2 separate regions of the Sus scrofa genome follow, and region 1 is linked to region 2. The links are chromatin contacts, called in public promoter capture Hi-C maps. All regions are on one chromosome and are shown on one strand. The core of a region is the stretch at or near the end of the contact, and the rest is flanking DNA. Distances in the headings are between cores, read along the strand shown. Region 1 holds the start of SCOC (short coiled-coil protein). Region 2 holds the start of RNF150 (RING finger protein 150).

Region 1 (3,038 bases), core at 229-2,728, 600 kb after region 2:
TCCACCACAGCACCACAGGTAAGCTTACATCTGAGACCTGAGATTTTGAGACTTCCCAGTCCAACCTCAACCACCCAACTTTTCTGCATCTAAAACTCATTTTTATCATGTTATCCCCTTACTAGTAAACTAATAAGACTACTAAAATAACATCACTATGCATTAATATACTAAATTCTTTACATCTGTTACTGATTCATCAAATCAACAAGACATTGATTGCAATTTACAAATGTGAACAATCAAGAATTTGAACTCAGGTCTAACATGAAGTCCCTGCTTTTTCCCGATGCAATGGAAGACACATTAATACGACCCTAAACTAAATGTGCCAAACATTCTGCAAAGTTTGATGTCAAATTCCTTTGATATTTCTATTATCTAAGCAACTGAAGGCAAATTTCATTCCCTTCAAGCTGCATCTACTTTCAGCAACGCTTGTTCAGATCCCTTCAGATTGACTTGTTGTGGTTAGGTAAGTCTAATTTTAAATTCCATCAGGTTAAGGAATTGATCATAAACTAGATCCCCAGCGTGGCTAGCTATACTGAGTTTAATCAATGAGTAAGTATAGGCACAGAATACACAGGCATAGCTTTGGAGCCTCAGGTACAGATACAGTGTTGGGAAAAGAGCACAGCATCTGTCCTTAAAACTATTACGTCATAGTACTGGAACAAAACACTGAACAACAAAAGTCTTCCCTTTCAGGAATGTCTCCGGTTTCTCCTTTCCAACCCTAACTCCCCCGAACTTGTCCAGCAGGACCCTGAAGAGTAGCCCATTGAAACATCAAGCCAATGGCTGGTTTCAGCCCCTGAAAGGATGTCGCCAGCCCTTGTTTTACCGCTCCCTCGCTTCCCTCCCCGCGCCTCGGCGTCCTCTCCCCCATCGCTGCAGAGCAGCCGCGGTCAAGTCCAGGCGTGCCTGGTCTCATCCCACCCGAACGCCCCTCCAGCGGTCCCATTTCAGGCCAGGATTTGGACAGAGGCCTTGGACTCAGGAGCTGCGGGGAAAGGTCCGCCCCAGGGAAGGAGGGTGGCCCCCAACAAAGGAACCTCTGGGCCCAATAATGAGACGATGAGAAAAAGGTTGCGCAGGGGTTTGCAGGGAGCCAGGCCCCAGTCGACCGGCAGATGCCCCGGCCGTAAGATGCTCTTCCCAAGTCCCCGAAGCGCCAGGCGGCATCCAGCCCGCCCCGCCCTCCAGGCCCTCGGCGATACCGAGGCCCCAACGCCAGCAGCCCGGGGTTAGGCCCTCCGCGGCCCACGACGGCCCTCACCTGCCGTTAGAGGCGCCGGCAGGGGGAGGGATCGGGAGGACGCCTCAGGCCGGGATACTTGGGTCGACTGGCACTAGCAGCCCCGCCCTCTCTGCCCACAGAGCGTGCGCCGAGGCGGGAGGCCCGCCCCGTCTCGCCCCCGTCGTCAGCCAATCCCCACTCAAGAAGTCACGCCTGCGCATTCGCTGCCCGACGCCCCAGTTGTCCAATCTCAAAGCCCCGGGATCCACCTTTTGCCATAACAAAAGGACACCGGCATCCAATCAGAATTGAGGAAGTTGTGGGCGGGTCCAGGAATCGCAACACCCAATGACAGTACAGGAGCTAAACTAAGCGTGTGAAAGCCAACCTGAGACAAGCCGCTCTTCAGTTTCAGCAGGACCCTGAAAATGAGGCCAGGAAGGGAGTGTGGCGAATTCTGTCAGCTGTCAGGCAGGAGGTTGGTAAAATCGAACACTGGGCAAGAGAGAAATCATTCAATATCAAGAAGAGGGCAAGTGTGAACATAAAGGGAAAAGTACTGAGGTTCTTCAATTCTAAAAGCAGACTTTTCCATATTTTTAAATTTCCCATTAAGTGCTCCCCTAATGGATTGTACCTCACAGCATCTTACCCAAACTGTTACAAAATTCACAGTGCGCCTGACCATTTATTCATATTTTAGGATTGAGAAAATATCATAGTACTATTTTGGTGTATAGCCCTTTTGATCACTTTATCCCATTTGATCCTCACCGCAACCCATAAAATGAAACTTAAGAGTAAATAAATGTCCTGCTCAAGGTATAGACACAGTGTGAAATGCTGTGTGCCAGGCTTTGTGATGTAATGTAATCTGGCTTTATACCATTCACAGATACCTGGCACTTGACACAAAGCAGCATCCTGCTTGTTTTTAATATTTGTTATTGTTTTTGCTTTGACACATTCTTCTGAGTTATAAAGGTGAGCCATGCGTCTTCCTATTTCTTGACTGACTTCTAGCACAGTTTGCTAAGATAGAGCCTTACCTCTTTTAAGAAATATATTTTAAAAATTCCATTCAGTGTTTGAAAACAGTTTGCTAAGATAGAGCCTTACTTCTTTTAAGGAATATATTTTAAAAATTCCTTCAGTGTTTGAAAACTGTGCCTTGACCAGAATTAAGATACACACCATGATGAAAATTTACACACCATGAGGAGAATGCAATGTAGGAGCTAATAAGTGGAAAATAAGATCCAACGTAAATCTAATAGGGACAAAATGAGAGAGAATGGGTGTGGGCAGTATTCAAAGAATAATAACAGAATTTTTCAGGGTTGTGAAATATTTGAATTAGATTCAAGAAGTACTTATTCTTGAGCAGGATTAAAATATGGAATTCCATACCTGCACACATTATGATGAAACTGCAGAATATCAAAGACTAAGAGAACCGTTAAAAAGAGAGGTTTTTTTTTTTTTTTTTTTCACTAGAAGAACAGGTTTGGGGTTTTTTTCCCGCTTTTAATTTTAAGTAGTGTAAAATATGCATAAAAGATTTATCATTTAAACCATTTTAAAGTATGCTGTTCAGTAGCGTTAAATATATTCTCCTTTTTGTGCAATCAGTCCCTAGAACTTTTCATCTTGCAAAACTGAAACTCTGTGCCCATTAAACAACTCCCCATTCACCTGTTCTGCCTGGCCCTGGCAAACACTACTCTTTCTGTCTCTCATTTTCACTATTTTAGGCACCTTCTGTAAGTAGAATCATACAGTATTTGTATTTTGT
Region 2 (2,942 bases), core at 342-2,841:
CTCATTTTGGATCCAATCTAACACCTCGAGGTTTTTAATAGCTTTCTATCATTCCATATTTGAATTTCCTTCTCCAGCACTAAGAAATCCAGCTCCCACGATATTTAATATTTCACTTATTTGCCCAGTGCCCCTGTAATTAATCAGTCTCCCAAGCAGGATGGAGATCAAGAATCTCCTTGATCCTTCCATCTCTTCAGCCTCTAACTTTTCCAAGGGAAGGAAAGGGCAGGGATAGTCATGCATTCTTAATGACACAGGTTCACCAAGTTTTGTGGCTGGAAGAAAATCACTAAGAGATAGAGAGATATGGGGAACCACTTTGGTTTGTGAGGCATCTGTACAAAACCTCACTGGGCTTTTTTAGGCAAAGGACACTTCCCTCAGATCTCTGGTGGTTCAGAAACGAGCAGCCAGGCAGTCTCCACTTTTACCTTCTTGGTTTTAGGCACTATAAAAAGCACTGTCCCAATTGCCTAGAAGCCTATTTTCTAAAATGACTAAGTTTAGGGAAACACACAAATCCAGCACATCCAATACCATAGGGACAAATTCCTCTAAGTGGTTCTTCTTGTGCCTGCTTCTAATTTGGGTACAGCTGGGAGTCTTTGCTCTCCCCTAACAGCTACCAGCTATTTGTACTGCTGCTGGAAAAAGAGCAGTTGTGCTGATGGACAGCCATTAACAGATTTCTGTAAACACACTAAAGTCCTGGGGAAAAGGTGGACGTTTGTTTTCATCATGAAGTGGGTCCTCGGAGTGCTCTGTGCCAGCTGGGAAGTAAAATGTGGGTGATTATGAACCATCAAGCAAATTGTTTTCGAGACTACAGGGCAGGTATCTCAAGCTAAGGAACATGACCGTGTGAAAAGATAACAACCAGTCAAACATTAGTTGGTAAAGACCTATGCTACATCACAGTTTTAAGAACACTACTCTAGAGGGGCTGTACGCTCTGTTGACTAGTTGTGATCTCTATGCCAGACTAGACAATACACTGTAGACAATAATAACCCAAACAAACCTGCTTTGCCTATTGATACTAAGTCCTCTGTTACCAGTCAGAACAACCAGAATAAGTAGTGAGGAAATATCTCACCTGATCTCTTTCCTTATAGAGTCAGAAAACACTCATTCTATAGGAAAACAAATGTCACATGCTTGCTGCCAGATGGTAAGAAAGAAGCCCATTTCTATACTCACCCTAATATAGAGTGGTTCCTAGATAAGCAGCGTCAGCATAACCGGGAAATTCATTAGAAAAGCAAATTCTGGAGCCCCACCCCAGAGATACGGAATGGGTAAAGGGGGCGCAGATGTACACTTCGACTTGACAGGCACTGTTCTAGATAGTCCGGGCCTGGTGCTGGAAAGAACCTCGCTACCAACTAGCCTTACCCGCTGGCCCTAGGACGGGTAATTAGGGAGCTCACCGCAGTTCCTCCTGCAGTTCGGAAAACTGACACACACATTTCTCTACTTTTACAGCGCAGGAAGCAAGAGGCGCTTCCTTTTTTGCCTCCACCTGGACCAAGTCGCTGATTGGTTTGAATTTGAGACCCGGCAGGGGTCGCTGCTGCCCATAGAGAGAGACCAAGGGAGCGTGGCACGCGAAGCCCAGTCTTTGACATCACACTAAGCTCCTCCTTGCACACACTAGACACACACACAAACATATACAGACACACACACACGCAGACGGCGTACTTCTCTCCGGCCGCTTGCTCCCGCTACCCGCGAGCCGGCCCCTCCCGAGGCAAGTGTGTGCCGGGCGCAGCCAGCAGCGCGGCTAGGAGCGGAGCGCCCTCAGCCAGAGGGACTCGCAGCAGTGTCGGCCGCCGCGCCCGGAGCGGGACCCGCTCGTCAGAGCGCTCAGCGTCAGCGGCCGGGACACCTTGGCGGCACCTCCGGCTGGAAGCAGCCGCCCCCGCCCCCGCCGGGGCTGCAGGACGCCAGGCCGCCACCCGGCACGCTGTTGGGCCCCCTGCCACCTCTACGAAAGCAGGAGAAGCCGGGCGAAGGAGCAAGACGCTCGGCAGCTGGACTCTGTCGCAAGCCCCTAGCGCCCCCTCATCCTGCGCCCTTTCGGCGCCCGCAAAGCGAGATGCAACCGCCGCGCTCCGGCTGAAAGGGGAAGGGGCCGCAGCCATCCGCTTGCCTGGAATCCGGTCCCCGCGGCGGCTGCGCGTCCCGGCCACGGCCCCTCGGGCCCAGGAGTGAGCAGGAGCGGTAGCAGGAGGAGGAGAAGCGGCCAGCCCGGGGTTGGCCAGGGCCAGGGAGGAGGGACGGCGCGGGGGGAGCGCGCGGGGGGCGGGGAGGGGGACCCGGCGGATAAAGATGGCAATGTCTCTCATCCAAGCGTGCCGCAGCCTGGCTCTCTCAACATGGCTGCTTTCCTTTTGTTTCGTGCATCTGCTCTGCCTGGACTTCACCGTGGCCGAGAAGGAGGAATGGTACACCGCCTTTGTGAACATCACCTACGCGGAGCCCGCGCCGGACCCCGGGGCTGGGGCGGCGGGCGGCGGCGGCGGCGGCGGATTCGCCGCGGAGCTGCACACGGAGAAGACCGAGTGCGGGCGCTACGGGGAGCACTCGCCCAAGCAGGACGCCCGCGGGGAGGTGGTCATGGCCAGCTCGGCCCACGACCGCCTGGCCTGCGACCCCAACACTAAGTTCGCCGCCCCGGCCCACGGCAAGAACTGGATAGCCCTCATCCCCAAGGGCAACTGCACCTACAGGGATAAGATCCGGAACGCCTTCCTGCAGAACGCCTCCGCCGTGGTTATCTTCAACGTGGGCTCCAACACCAACGAGACCATCACCATGTCCCACGCAGGTAAGAGGCTCGGCGGGCGCGGGGCGGGGGAGGGGAGCCCGAGAAGGATGGAGACGCCGAGAAGGACCCAGCGCCCGCCTCTCCCTCCTAGCTCCTTTCTGGAAAG

The links. Promoter capture Hi-C pulls out the DNA fragments that hold promoters and counts their contacts.
Region 1: a contact with region 2 is called in a promoter capture Hi-C map of fetal liver, with 3 times the contacts expected there. The contact joins the promoter of SCOC here to the promoter of RNF150 in region 2. A contact is called at or near these places in 2 of 5 promoter capture datasets (fetal liver and liver), 9 of 47 Hi-C or Micro-C datasets (embryonic fibroblasts, fetal skeletal muscle, heart right ventricle and 5 more) and 1 of 2 datasets of contacts at active chromatin or transcription factors (skeletal muscle).

What each region holds. Positions count from the first base shown.
Region 1 is chr8:86,689,213-86,692,250 of Sscrofa11.1, forward strand. It overlaps SCOC (short coiled-coil protein), which reads right to left and starts at 1,479. Exons shown (of 5, transcript XM_003357017.4): 1 at 1,423-1,479; 2 at 1,283-1,421. The coding sequence starts at 1,464. It overlaps LOC110262150 (a long non-coding RNA gene), which reads right to left and starts at 1,278. Exons shown (of 2, transcript XR_002346763.1): 1 at 1,224-1,278. It overlaps LOC110262151 (a long non-coding RNA gene), which reads left to right and starts at 1,517. Exons shown (of 4, transcript XR_002346765.1): 1 at 1,517-1,721.
Region 2 is chr8:86,086,347-86,089,288 of Sscrofa11.1, forward strand. RNF150 (RING finger protein 150) reads left to right here and starts at 1,592. Exons shown (of 8, transcript XM_021101554.1): 1 at 1,592-2,836. The coding sequence starts at 2,338.